2 separate regions of the Zea mays genome follow, and region 1 is linked to region 2. Evidence: chromatin contacts called from public Hi-C data. All regions are on one chromosome and are shown on one strand. Each heading gives the region's core, a stretch centred on a gene start, on an enhancer-like site or on the middle of the called end of the contact. The rest is flanking DNA. Distances are from core to core; before and after follow the strand shown. Region 1 holds the start of LOC100304391. Region 2 holds the start of LOC100304322.

Region 1 (6,919 bases), core at 1,649-4,148, 210 kb after region 2:
ACATACCAGCCCGAGAACTTGGGCCCCGACCGTACACCCGGGCTACGGCCAGCTCGCATGAGGGAACAACCAGACCAGCCGAAGCATTACGCAAGGCATTAAGACCTCGAAGGAGTGAAACCACTCCTCCGAGGCCTCGGGGGCTACACCCGGCGGGTGCGCTCGCGCGCACCCACCGGAACAAAATGCAACCGAGAAAGGCTGGTCCCCTTGCAAAAAAGTGCGACGAAAGCCTCCAAGCGAGTGCTAACACTCCCTTCGAGGCTCGGGGGCTACTGTCGGGGACCATAATTAGGGGTACCCTCAAGACTCCTAATTCTCAGCTGGTAACCCCCATCAGCATAAAGCTGCAAAGGCCTGATGGGTGCGATTAAGTCAGGGATCAGTCCATTCGAGCGACTCGATCACGCCTCGCCCGAGCCTAGCCTCGGACAAGGGCAGCCGACCCCGGAGAATTTCCGTCTCGCCCGAGGCCCCCCTCCAACGGCGGACACATCTTCGGCTCGCCCGAGGCCCTGCCTTCGCTAAGAAGCAACCCTGACTAAATCGCCGCACCGACCGACCAAGTCGCAGGAGCATTTAACGCAAAGGTGGCCTGACACCTTTATCCTGACACGCGCCCTCCGGCAGAGCCGAAGTGACCGCCGTCACTTCGCCGCTCCACTGACCGGTCTGACAGAAGGACAGCGCCGCCTGCGCCACTTCGACTGCAGTGCCACTTGACAGAGTGATACTGACAGGAAGCCAGGCCCTGCCAAAGGCGCCATAGGAAGCTCCGCCCGACCCAGGGCTCGGACTCGGGCTAAGACCCGGAAGACGGCGAACTCCGCTCCGCCCGACCCAGGCCTCGGACTCGGGCTCAGCCCCGGAAGACGGCGAACTACGCTCCGCCCGACCCAGGGCTCGGACTCGGGCTAAAGCCCAGAAGACGGCGAACTCCGCTCCGCCCGACCTAGGGCTCGGACTCGGGCTAAGGCCCGGAAGACGGCGAACTCTGCTCCGCCCGACCCAGGGCTCGGACTCGGGCTCAGCCCCAGAAGACGACGAACTTCGCTCCGCTCGACCCCAGGGCTCGGACTCCGCCCTGGCCTCTGCCGACGACCTCCGCCTCGCGACCCAGGGGCTCGGACTCGGCCTCGGCCATGGGAGACAGACTCGACCTCGGCTTCGGAGGAGCCTCCACATCGCCCAGCCTAGGGCGCAGGCCAGCCACGTCAACGGGAAGCGCCATCACCACCCTACCCCAAGCTGACTCGGGCCGCAGGGAACAAGACCGGTGTCCCATCTGGCCAGCTCCGCCAGACAGGCAATGATGGCGCCCCGCACGCTCTGTGACGACGGCGGCTCCCAGCTCTCTTACGGAAGCAGGTGGACGTCAGCAAGGACTCGACCGCTCCAACAGCTGTCCCTCCGCCAGGCACCGTCGCTCCTCCGACGGCCACGACATCACACCAGCAGGGTGCCAAGATCTCTCCGGCTGCCACATTGGCATGTACTTAGGGCGTCAGCTCTCCCCCGCTAGACACGTAGCACTCTGCTACACCCCCATTGTACACCTGGATCATCTCCTTACGCCTATAAAAGGAAGGACCAGGGCCCTCCTAGAGAGGGTTGGCCGCGCGGGACGAGGACGGGACAGGCGCTCTCTTGGGGCCGCTCGCTTCCCTCACCCGCGTGGACGCTTGTAACCCCCTACTGCAAGCGCACCCGACCTGGGCGCGGGACGAACACGAAGGCCGCGGGATTCCCACCTCTCTCACGCCGGTCTCCGGCCGCCTCGCTCCTTTCCCCCCTTCGCGCTCGCCCACGCGCTCGACCCATCTGGGCTGGGGCACGCGACACTCACTCGTCGGCCTGAGGGACCCCCCGGTCTCGAAACGCCGACAAATTTAGTTGGCTCTTTTTACTTGCCTCATTAAGCGTAATATAAAGCTAGATCTTAAACAATTCGGAAGACTACTAGCATATAGCCTACTAACGCTACGATTCTAGAGATGGGAGGAGTAGATGATGACGGCAGCAACGCGGGGAAAGAGTTGATAACGGCGACGACGACATGAGCGAGAGGGGCGAGGGAGGCTAGGGTGACGACATGAGCGAGAGGGGCGGGGGTCACAGTGGGGAAAGAATGATAGGTGATCCAAGTAATGTATGTTCATTGGATTTGAGTAAGGGGGAGAATGTTATCGAGCTATCAAAACCATTGGTTTAGATGTTGCGTTAAATGTGGGTGCAATTGTTTGGTGGATTTAGTGAAGGTTATGAACGTAGGGATGATTTGGTTTGGTAAGTTTTGTAAAGTTTAAAGTAGGGATGTTTCTAAAACATAACTATAGATGAACATAAAATTTGAAGCTAATTGTAGCTATGTTATTAACAATATCACGAAGTACAAGAATAAATTTTTGTATAATTTTTTGTGTGCATTATTTTCTCCCTACATCAAAAACCGTGAAAAAACATTAGTATTTGTATCCGTATCCGAATTTTATATTAATTATTTAAAAACAAACTTAAGATTTACTTTTTATGAATATTAATAAACTCAATGCGAGAAACGAGACTATAAGTTTACATAGCCAAATCTATATGTTATTTGTTCACAATCGAAAAAAACTAAAAAATTAATATCCAAATAAAGATATAAATTGATCTCTAGTTTAAAAATGATGAATTATAGGTATAGATATAGATAACAACGATGACTTTCCTAATTGCTAAAGAAAAATAAAAAAAATCCTACCGGTCCAAATCACCGGTGCCACACCTCGCCAAGGCGGCACCATCCCAACGCGCACGCACACGCACACGCGAGCTCCTCTCAGACTCACACACACACTTATAAAATCCCAGATCCAGATAGGGACGGCCGTCAGGCCCAGGGACGAACCCTGCCCCACCACCACCGCCTCCGCCTCGTCGTCGTGGGGCGCTGGCGACGCGTTTGTTTTGTTCATCACACGCCCGCGGGTTTCCTGTTTCTTCTCTTCCCCCGGCCGCGCGCGTCCGACGCGGGGCAGCGAGCCAGCGACCACTCTCGCCTGCCTGCCTACCTACCCATCCCACACCCGCCTGGGGAAAATCAAAGCGCCGCCCTCGCACGCACTCGCGCTCCCCACTCCCCTCACCTCACTCCTCGTAACGGCTCGGCAAAACCCCCAGCACGCGGTCGACGAGACGAGAGCCGAGAAACAGTCCACTCCTCACTCCCGTTCCGTTTCGTTTCCCCAGTTCCGCATGGCCGCCGCGAGGTAGCGGCGCAGGCGCTCACCGGGGATGGCGGCCGGAGGGAGGGGCAAGCTGGCGCCGGCGGAAGTGGCGCCCGCGGCGTTTCCCTCGCGGGGCTTGGCGGTGGCGGGGGCCGCGGCGGGCGAGGTGGTGCGGCGCGTGAGGCCCACGGAGGCCTCCGAGCGCCGCCGCGCGGAGGTCGTCGACTACGCGCGGAGGCTCGTCGGCTCAGCGCTCGGATGCGAGGTGCGTTCGTCGCAGTGCGCTGCAGTGCAGCGCCGGGTCGCTCCCGTCCGCGCGCGCGGGGCGGTTCCGCGTTCTCTTTCGGTTGCCCTTGCTTGTGCAGTTGGGCTTGGGTGGGGTAATCGACTAGTCATGTTTCGTTCCGTAGATAAGTAAGGTTTCCGTATTCCTCTGCTGCCCCCTGGCATGTATGGGGATTCTCGTCCGGTTGTTTACCTCCAATCAGGAGCAGTTTTGTCTTCTTCACTTTGGTTTTGGCTTCATGGTTTGTTTAGTCTTGTTCCATCGCTTTCCAAGGGATTTGGCGCTTGATTATTCGTTTGGTTTGTACGGATCTGGATTAACTCGTAAACCATTTGCTCGCGGCGCGTCGTAATTGTTCTGTCTCGTTTTTTTTAAAAAAAAAGTCGTGCTACCCTTTACGTTGCCAGATTGGGGGGATCGCTTCTGTTTTCTATCTGTTATCGCATAGATCAACATTTTATGATAATTGTTCTCCATTAGACTCTGTTCTCGCATGGATCAATTTTTATGATAATTGTTCTCCATTACACTATCTGTTCTGCTGTGCAAAATTGTTTGGTTTCGCATGGACCAATGAACATAGGAATTGCTGGTGAGCTTTTCTGTGAAACTGTCTGTGAACTGTGCCCGATCTTTGGATTTTTTTTGTTTCCTCTTTAACTTTTTATAGCTTACGGACACGGGGCACGTTCTATCTTGCGTTCTTTTCTCGAGCAAACTCAAGAGGCGTTTCTGTGCTACTGTTGTTGATTAGAAAGTTTAGTGAAGCATATAAAACATTTTTTCTGTGGGTGCAGGAATCAGTAGAGTAGTTTCTTTCTGGTGAAGGTCTGGTGGAATAGAGACATATTTTTTGTTGCTTACAGGGAAAAAAGTATAAAAACATTTTTTGTTGTTAATGTCTGTGTTCTGCCCGTGATTGCCTGCTTTACTAGCTGGCAGCAGTGTCCGCTTCGAGCTGTGCATATCCATCCAACCATTCATGTTGACTCGTCCACGTGGAATTACTGCATAGTTTGGCAAGTAAGGAATGCTGTAGTGGAATCTTCCTGGCATGTTGACTTTTAGAGGATTTGTCAGAGCAGGATAGAGACTTTTGCCTTGCACCGACGGCTGCCTGGCAACGTCCTGTTTTTAAATCTGCTGAGATGTCCCTAGAGCGCATTGTTGGAACAGTTTCATTGTTGTTATGCTGATGAAAGTTCAGCGCGTCCGCTGTTTGATGAGTCGTACTTTGAGGTTTGCAGACGGGCTTATTTATATACGTGGATGTTCCTCCCTCCACACCCGCCTATGGGCTGTGGTAGATCTTAAAAACTGGTCCATTATTTGTTGCTATTCTGCCGATCACTTTTAATGTGTACGAGATGTCTCTTTATTAGCTGGATTTAGTTAGAGCATCTGGCTGCTATAAGCCTATAACATACAACCATTAGTCCTAGAGTTGGAGCTATGTGATGATATTTCTTCTAGCATTTGTCAATAATTGCGGGCTTGTTCCTTGCAATTTTTTTGGGTGATGGAGATGATTGCCTTTGCTTAATTACAATCACGTGATTTGTTATGGCCTTATGGGAGACATATGTATGATGGTGCATTTTTTCCTGCTACAGCAAACGTGTGCCACCTAGAGTCAAATAAAGAACATTTCAAAATGCCTTGTGGAATTCTACCATTTCTTTAACAATGGCTGTTAACTGAAGTATCGTCAGTATATTAATATTTGGTCTTTCTTCGTGAGGCTGCCTTGTTGAAAACCTGCGCAATATCACTTCCAGACTCTCCTCTTGGAGATGCAAGTTATACCTTACACTTTCTTTTCTGAAAAGGCATCCGGCAAGAAGTTTTCCAGGCATTTATTAGTATAGAAGTTTAGCTTAGGCTTTATCTGTTGTAATGCACATTGATGATTTTGACTTTTGACAGACTATTTTGATCAGTATAATGCCTTTCTATCTCATGTAGAACCATCTGTTGAACCTTTTGGCATATTGGTTTTATATGTAATAACTAGCACTTGTTTGCTATATTGGTCAGGTTTTTGCATTTGGATCAGTTCCACTAAAGACTTACCTTCCTGATGGGGATATTGATCTAACTGTCCTTGGAAATACATCTTATGATAGTACTTTGGTTAATGATGTTTTCTGCATTCTTGAGTCTGAGGAGCAGAATAGTGATGCTGAATTTGTAGTGAAGGACTTGGAACGAATTGATGCCGAGGTTTATTCTCCTATATACACATCCTATACCTTCCTAGTGATTCGTTTTGGATGGTTGTTTAGGCAATCTATGATATTGTAATCCGAGTTCTTACTTGGCATTTTCATTCTGCTCGCATGATAGTTAAACTGAAAGCTATCTGTCCCTCATCTTTCTCTTTGACATGTTATTCTTATTGTTTTTCACACCCATCTAATTATCTGAAATTCATGTCCATCCAGGTCAGGCTCATTAAATGCACTATTGGAAATATTATAGTTGATATCTCATTCAACCAAACTGGTGGGATCTGCGCACTCTGCTTCCTTGAGCTGGTGATTAACACATTTTATTTTGTGGAAATCATATTTCAAGAACACACTCTTCTTCACTAAAAGCCCTTCTGGTTAAATAAGCACTTAGCTCATTGAATGTGTGGGTTGTTCAACATTGGTTTCTTGTGCTGTCTAGGTGTACTTTCATTTTATTATCATACCAAGTCATAGCAAATAAATGATGATTCCTTCGTCAGGTTGATCGGAAAGTTGGAAAAAACCATCTATTTAAAAGGAGCATCATATTGATCAAGGCATGGTGCTATTATGAAAGCCGCCTACTAGGAGCTCATCATGGACTTATATCAACCTATGCACTGGAAGTACTTATCCTTTATGTATTCAATCTATTCCACAAATCTCTCCACAGCCCTGTGGAGGTATGTCTTAAAAGATTTACTTATTTCAGATATATTTTCTCATTATATAATAGAAAAGCTCATGTCTTGCCGTTTCCCTGTGTTTTTATTAATAGGTTCTTTATAGGTTTCTGGAATATTTTAGCAAGTTTGACTGGGACAACTATTGCATAAGTTTAAATGGCCCTGTTGCTTTGTCGTCTTTGCCAAACTTAATTGGTGGGCTACCTTTCATATTTTCATTGGCAGATTAATGTATTGAGGCATATTCTCTAAGTTATCTCGAAATTTTATCCTGCTTGCAGTTGAAGCTACAGTTACACATACCAGTGACTTATTGTTTGACAAAGAATTCCTCAAGAGCTCCATGGATAAAGCAACTGTACCTCCAAAAAATTCCGATTCATGCTATCCGAGGTTTCGTCCTAAACATCTAAACATAGTTGATCCACTGAAGGAGTACAACAATCTTGGCAGAAGTGTCAACAGAGGTTTGAATTTGATCTAACCAAGATATACATATAACTC
Region 2 (6,644 bases), core at 1,812-4,311:
GATTGCTCCTTCTCAACTCATGTCCATAGTCCCATAGCTGGCTAAATTGTTGTGCTTCATCTTCATGAATCATTTGAAGAATTTTCCTCTTGGTTCTAACTAAGGTACTCCAAGTGATAACTAGATCCAAATCTTTCTAAATAACTTTTTGTTATCTTTTGATACTCATCTTGTCATTAGCTCTGAAATGGTCTACATATTGTCTGGCAATCCGAGTTGCACTGCATCTTCTAACAGACCACTCTTTTTGGCAATTGTGCTTGCCATAATATGTTTTTACAACAAAATGTTTAGCCCTTGAGTCATAAGAAGCATACAAATTCCCAGGACAATTCTCAGCACAGTGGGCTCTAACTCTAATCTTGTCGTTTCTGGCCATTTTGATCTCCACCTTGTTCCTGACACTACATTTTGTGATAGCTCGTCTGAGCCGTTCAACAGAACTGAACATAAGACCGACATGAAATACAGGGTTAGTCAAATCATCTTCAAAAAAATGACTGAAAAGCATTAGTATCTTCACGATCGGAGTCTGAATGTGCAATGTCTAGCAGTTCAACAATAAGGTTACTAATCTGAAACATAAGATTTCTAAGACAAAAATGATGATCAAACACAAGTTATATATTTAGATTCAAAACTAAGCTACAACCTCTATTTAGAGGCTATCGGAGAACTCACCATTTTTTAACCCCCAAAGTTATTTAGCAACTTTCTAAATCTATGATTTAGAGATGGGGCTGCTCTAATAATCTTTCAAGCTAAAGATCCATTAATATTCTCGTGGATTATGGTCGTCTCTTATTCGATATATAAGTTATAGGCAGCCACCGGATATCAAGCGGATACTGTAGTGTATAATGGCTCACGATAGATCAGAGAGACATCATTTTACGAGCCATGAAGGTCCGTCCAAGTGCAATCCTGCTCCAGTTTGAAGAAGAAAACTTCTTTGTGTGAGTGACAACGATAAATTCACTCCCCTTGGGCCACATGAATTCCGGGCAAGTACAAATCCATGGCCACTAGCCCACTACCTCTACCTGACGGTCGATGAAAAGTGAGATTCGACCGTTCATGGCCACCTCCCCATTCATAGGCTCTCTCGTACTCGCATCGTAGGGCAGGACGTACCAGTCACACCACAGGCCAGGCGGTCCCATTCTCCCAGGCAACAGCTTCCTGCCTGCCTGCCTGCCTGCTTTGTTGTCCGACCCGCTCGTCGCCGTCACCGTCACCGTCACAGACTGACTGCTCCTCGCTGCCGCTGCGGACGCGGTGGATGCGGAGGGAACGAGGACGACGGCGGGGCCCCGTCCACGCATGCACGGCGGGGCGCAATGAATGCGTATTGATGGCAGCAATCAAAACGCCCCTGATGTGATGCCCCCCTGTCCTGCGGGGGCAGCAGCGCGCCGGGACAGGCGGCGCAGCGGCCATCAATTCCCTTCCCGCGCGCCGCGCGGTTGGAGTTGGACGGGGCAGCCAGCCATCAACCATCAAGTGGTTGCCGTGCGCGGTGCTCGAGCTCTGCGTTGCGGGCTTTTTCATTCGGCCAGCGACGGCGGTAGCGTGCAGCAGCGCCGGTGTATGAACGGCTGGCGCGCCCAGTTCAGACGTTGTTTAGAAAAAGAGACATTGAAGTGGATTAAGGTGGTATATGATGTATTGAAATGTAATATGAACTAAATTTCCTTTCAATCCTTAAAATACACTTCAATCCACTTTAATCCCTCTTTATCTAAATAAGGCCAGCGGTGTACGCCGGTACGTGTTCATCGTGCAAACCCGTGCATGCACAGTTCTTTCAACTTTTAAAAGAGACTAGTTCCCGTGACTAATGTGGAGTGGAGTGGAGTATAGTAAAATCTGGGAGTGCGCTTGCAAATAGCATGGTCTGCACTGCACCAGTCATTCAAAGCCAAAGCCAAAGCCAAAGCTTTGTGGTCACGCTAACCACTTTGTTCTGCCTCGTTCCAGAAATAACAGGGACGGGCATTCCGTTCTATTGGTTTATTCGGTGCGCTTTATCTGGTGTCAAAAAAGTTTGGTGCTTGGAAAATGAAAACCAAACTTTTTGTTCACAAATGAAAAAAAAACCGCAGAATTTGATGTTCAGTTCGGTGTTTGGTATTTTTACAATCATCAAACAACTAGCAGTTTGAAACTGCAAACGTAAAATCACATAAAGAACATACTGATAATTCATCAACTAGTACTTAATAAAATTGCATAAACAAATTAGTGTTGAATAAGAGCAACTAACACATACTAGTTCTTAAAAATTATAATGATATGAGTCTAAGGTTTAAGACGTTGTTTTGCTACGTTTCGGTATTTTGGTATTTTTGGTGTCTAAATATTGAAAACCATACCAAATACCAAATAGAGCTAAAATCCATACCGCACCAAATACAAAAACCGAATAAACCGTAAATTTTGGTGTATGGTGTTTGGTTCGGTATGGTTTTTGGTGTTTGGTGTTTTTTGCCCACCCCAAAATATATTGAATCGTCAATTATTATAGTATTATTACAAACCCTTTTGTGTTTCAAGTAAATGGACTGTCATAAGAGACACTTTAAAAATTCTAGGTAGTTTTAGCATCGTCGTAAATTAATCGGTTCTGTATTCGTAGAAAAAAATAGTCGCCTCTATTGTCCTGATCCTGCGGCCATGGAAGAAGGAAGACTCGCAAACCCGACGCAGCGCATGGGCGCGCAGGCGCACCTGCCTCAAAAGCACCGACGAGTCTAGCCGCGCCGGTCGCCCGGTCCTACTTCTACTCGCTGACTCGCCCGGCCCGGACCGGTCCCGTGCGCTCTGCGGCCTCGAACCACGCGGCCCCACGCGAGTTTCGAGGAGGAACCCAACGCACGGCACGGGGCACTCCCTCGGCCCCGGTCCATGCACACGGCCCAATGGCCCATCCCGGAGCCACCAACCATCCCTCGCGGCCCATCCCATCCCATCCCATCCCTCGGTCGTGCGGTGAACCTGTTCGTCACCGTCCGATCAGCTCTGGCCCTACCCTGGAACATCTTTATTTTTTGTTTCTCCCTTCCACTCCTCGCTCTTTCTCCCTCGCAGCGGTCCAGCCTCAGCCCACTCTCCGTTGCTCCCTGCCTCCCTCGGTCCCTCCCGGCTCCCACTCTCGCCCCTCCTCCCCTCTCCCTGCCTGCATTCTTCAATGAAGTTTTCCGGCGAGTCGGCACCGGCGGCAGCGACGTAGACGGGTGCATCCTGGCTCGGCAGGTACTCACCCACATCTGCTACCACAAGGTTGTTCCTGGAGCCCATATCTAGAGCTCAGTACACTCACATTTGTATCTTCAGTACTACGCAGGAAGGAAGAGAGAGAACCATTTGAAGCTTCGAGGTCGTCACGCACAGATTTAAGTGAGCCCAAACCCGCGGAGTCTCATCCGTTCATCCCACCGGTTCGTTCGTCTTCCTGCATCAGCCCTGAGCGTTTAATTGCGCCGCCGCCTCCTTGTCCTTCGCCCAAGTCTCGCCGAGCAATGCGGCCTCTCGCGCTGCTCGTTCTCGCCCACCTCGCCGCCCTCGCGGCGGCGGCGGAGGCCAAGGGCGGCGTGGCGGGGGCGGGGCTGGGCGACGACGTGCTGGGGCTGATCGTGTTCAAGGCCGACGTGTCGGACCCCGACGGCCGCCTCGCGACGTGGAGCGAGGACGACGAGCGGCCCTGCGCCTGGGACGGCGTCACCTGCGACGCGCGCACCGGCCGCGTCTCCGCGCTCTCCCTCGCCGGCTTCGGCCTCTCCGGCAAGCTCGGCCGGGGCCTCCTCCGCCTCGAGGCGCTCCAGTCGCTCTCCCTCGCCCGCAACAACCTCTCCGGCGACGTCCCCGCCGACCTCGCCCGCCTCCCGGCGCTCCAGACGCTGGACCTCAGCGCCAACGCATTCGCCGGCGCCGTCCCGGAGGGGCTCTTCGGCCGGTGCCGCTCCCTCCGCGACGTCTCGCTCGCCAACAACGCCTTCTCCGGCGGCATCCCGCGGGACGTCGCCGCGTGCGCCACGCTCGCGTCGCTCAACCTCTCCTCCAACCGCCTGGACGGCGCGCTGCCCAGCGACATTTGGTCCCTCAACGCGCTGCGCACGCTGGACATCTCGGGCAATGCCGTCACCGGCGACCTCCCGATCGGTGTCAGCAGGATGTTTAACCTTCGGGAGCTTAATCTGCGAGGCAACCGTCTCACTGGTAGCCTCCCGGACGACATTGGGGACTGCCCGCTGCTCAGGTCAGTGGATCTTGGGTCCAACTCGCTGTCCGGCAACTTACCTGAGTCCCTGAGGAGGCTCTCCACCTGCACATACCTTGATTTGAGCTCAAATGAGTTCACTGGGAGTGTCCCGACATGGTTTGGAGAAATGACAAGCCTGGAAATGCTGGATTTGTCGGGGAACAGGTTGTCTGGCGAGATCCCTGGGTCTATTGGTGAGTTGATGTCACTGAGGGAGCTGAGGTTGTCAGGGAATGGGTTCACCGGAGCCTTACCTGAATCAATTGGTGGATGCAAGAGCCTGATGCATGTTGATGTCAGCTGGAATTCTCTTACGGGTGCACTGCCTACCTGGGTTCTCAGTTCCAGTGTGCAATGGGTGTCGGTGTCGCAGAACACATTGAGCGGGGACCTAAAAGTGCCTGCAAATGCTTCTTCAGTGCTTCAAGGAGTGGACTTGTCAAACAATGCCTTCTCTGGAGTTATACCATCGGAAATCTCGAAGCTGCAGAACTTGCAGTCATTGAACATGTCATGGAACTCAATGTATGGAAGTATTCCGGCCAGCATTTTGGAGATGAAGTCACTGGAGGTTCTTGATTTTACTGCCAACCGGCTAAATGGGTGCATTCCAGCTTCAAAAGGAGGGGAGTCATTGAAGGAGTTGAGGCTGGGGAAGAACTTCCTGACTGGCAACATCCCAGCTCAGATTGGCAATTGCTCTGCCCTCGCATCACTGTAAGTTTAAGCACTTCTTTCTGATCCAATCCAGTGGATGGATAAATGTTTGGAGCTTTACATGCTAAACCCCCACATTCTCTGGTATATGCTCACTTGGTTACTATCTCTTGCAGGGATCTTTCTCATAACAGTTTAACAGGAGTGATTCCGGAAGCACTATCTAACCTTACCAATCTCGAGATTGTGGATCTTTCTCAGAACAAGCTTACTGGTGTTCTACCAAAGCAGCTTTCTAATCTCCCCCACCTCTTGCAATTCAATGTTTCACATAACCAGCTCTCTGGGGATCTCCCTCCCGGTAGCTTCTTTGACACCATCCCCCTATCTTGTGTGTCGGATAATCCTGGCCTTTGTGGCGCGAAGCTCAATTCATCTTGTCCTGGTGTGCTACCAAAACCAATCGTGCTGAACCCAAACACTTCTTCCGATCCAATATCACCAACCGAGCTTGTGCCTGATGGTGGTCGCCATCATAAGAAAACCATACTCAGCATCTCGGCCCTTGTTGCAATTGGTGCTGCTGTTCTAATTGCTGTTGGTGTCATTACCATCACTGTTCTTAACCTTCGAGTGCGTGCCCCTGGATCTCATTCTGGTGCTGTCCTGGAACTCTCAGATGGATATCTCAGCCAGTCGCCAACAACCGACATGAACGCAGGGAAGCTTGTCATGTTTGGAGGAGGAAATCCGGAGTTCAGTGCCAGCACCCATGCTCTTCTGAACAAGGATTGCGAGCTTGGGCGTGGTGGTTTTGGCACTGTCTACAAGACCACTCTTCGAGATGGACAACCTGTTGCCATCAAGAAGCTCACTGTGTCAAGCTTGGTTAAATCTCAAGTTGAATTTGAGAGAGAAGTGAAGATGCTGGGTAAGCTACGCCATCGCAACCTAGTTGCGCTAAAGGGATATTACTGGACGCCGTCGCTTCAGCTTCTCATTTATGAGTTTGTCTCCGGGGGCAACCTGCACAAACAATTGCATGAGTCATCCACCACAAACTGCCTGCCATGGAAGGAGAGGTTTGACATAGTCCTCGGTATAGCGAGAAGCCTTGCTCATCTCCACAGGCATGATATTATCCACTACAATCTGAAATCAAGCAACATCCTGCTCGACGGATCAGGCGAGGCAAAGGTAGGAGATTATGGGCTAGCGAAGCTGCTTCCAATGCTGGACCGCTACGTCTTAAGTAGCAAGGTGCAGAGCGCGCTTGGATACATGGCTCCAGAGTTTGCGTGCAGGACCGTGAAGATCACGGAGAAATGCGATGTGTACGGGTTCGGCGTCCTTATCCTCGAGATCCTGACAGGGAGGACGCCCGTGGAGTACATGGAGGACGACGTGGTCGTGCTCTGCGATGTGGTGAGGGCGGCTCTGGACGAAGGCAAGGTGGAAGAGTGCGTCGACGAGAGGCTCTGCGGCAAGTTTCCGCTGGAGGAGGCCGTTCCGATCATGAAGCTGGGTCTGGTCTGCACTTCCCAGGTTCCGTCTAACAGGCCAGACATGGGTGAGGTGGTGAACATACTGGAGCTGATCAGATGCCCCCAGGACAGCCCGGAGACTGAACTGGGTTAACCTCCTCTACTACCTACACTGGATCCCGGACTGTTTGTTGGTTTCACTTTTGAGATCCTTCTTTGCTTGGTAACTGACCGGACGATGA

The links. A called contact is a pair of places that touch in the nucleus more often than the background predicts.
Region 1: a contact with region 2 is called in a Hi-C map of bundle sheath, with 2.3 times the contacts expected there. The contact joins the promoter of LOC100304391 here to the promoter of LOC100304322 in region 2. A contact is called at or near these places in 2 of 25 Hi-C or Micro-C datasets (bundle sheath and leaf).

Annotation. Positions count from the first base shown.
Region 1 is chr1:56,399,303-56,406,221 of Zm-B73-REFERENCE-NAM-5.0, forward strand. It overlaps LOC100304391, which reads left to right and starts at 2,899. Exons shown (of 10, transcript NM_001361417.1): 1 at 2,899-3,474; 2 at 5,533-5,718; 3 at 5,940-6,032; 4 at 6,230-6,412; 5 at 6,508-6,610; 6 at 6,697-6,882. The coding sequence starts at 3,277.
Region 2 is chr1:56,185,935-56,192,578 of Zm-B73-REFERENCE-NAM-5.0, forward strand. LOC100304322 reads left to right here and starts at 3,062. Exons shown (of 3, transcript NM_001361410.1): 1 at 3,062-3,255; 2 at 3,337-4,978; 3 at 5,095-6,644. The coding sequence starts at 3,522. The coding sequence ends at 6,556.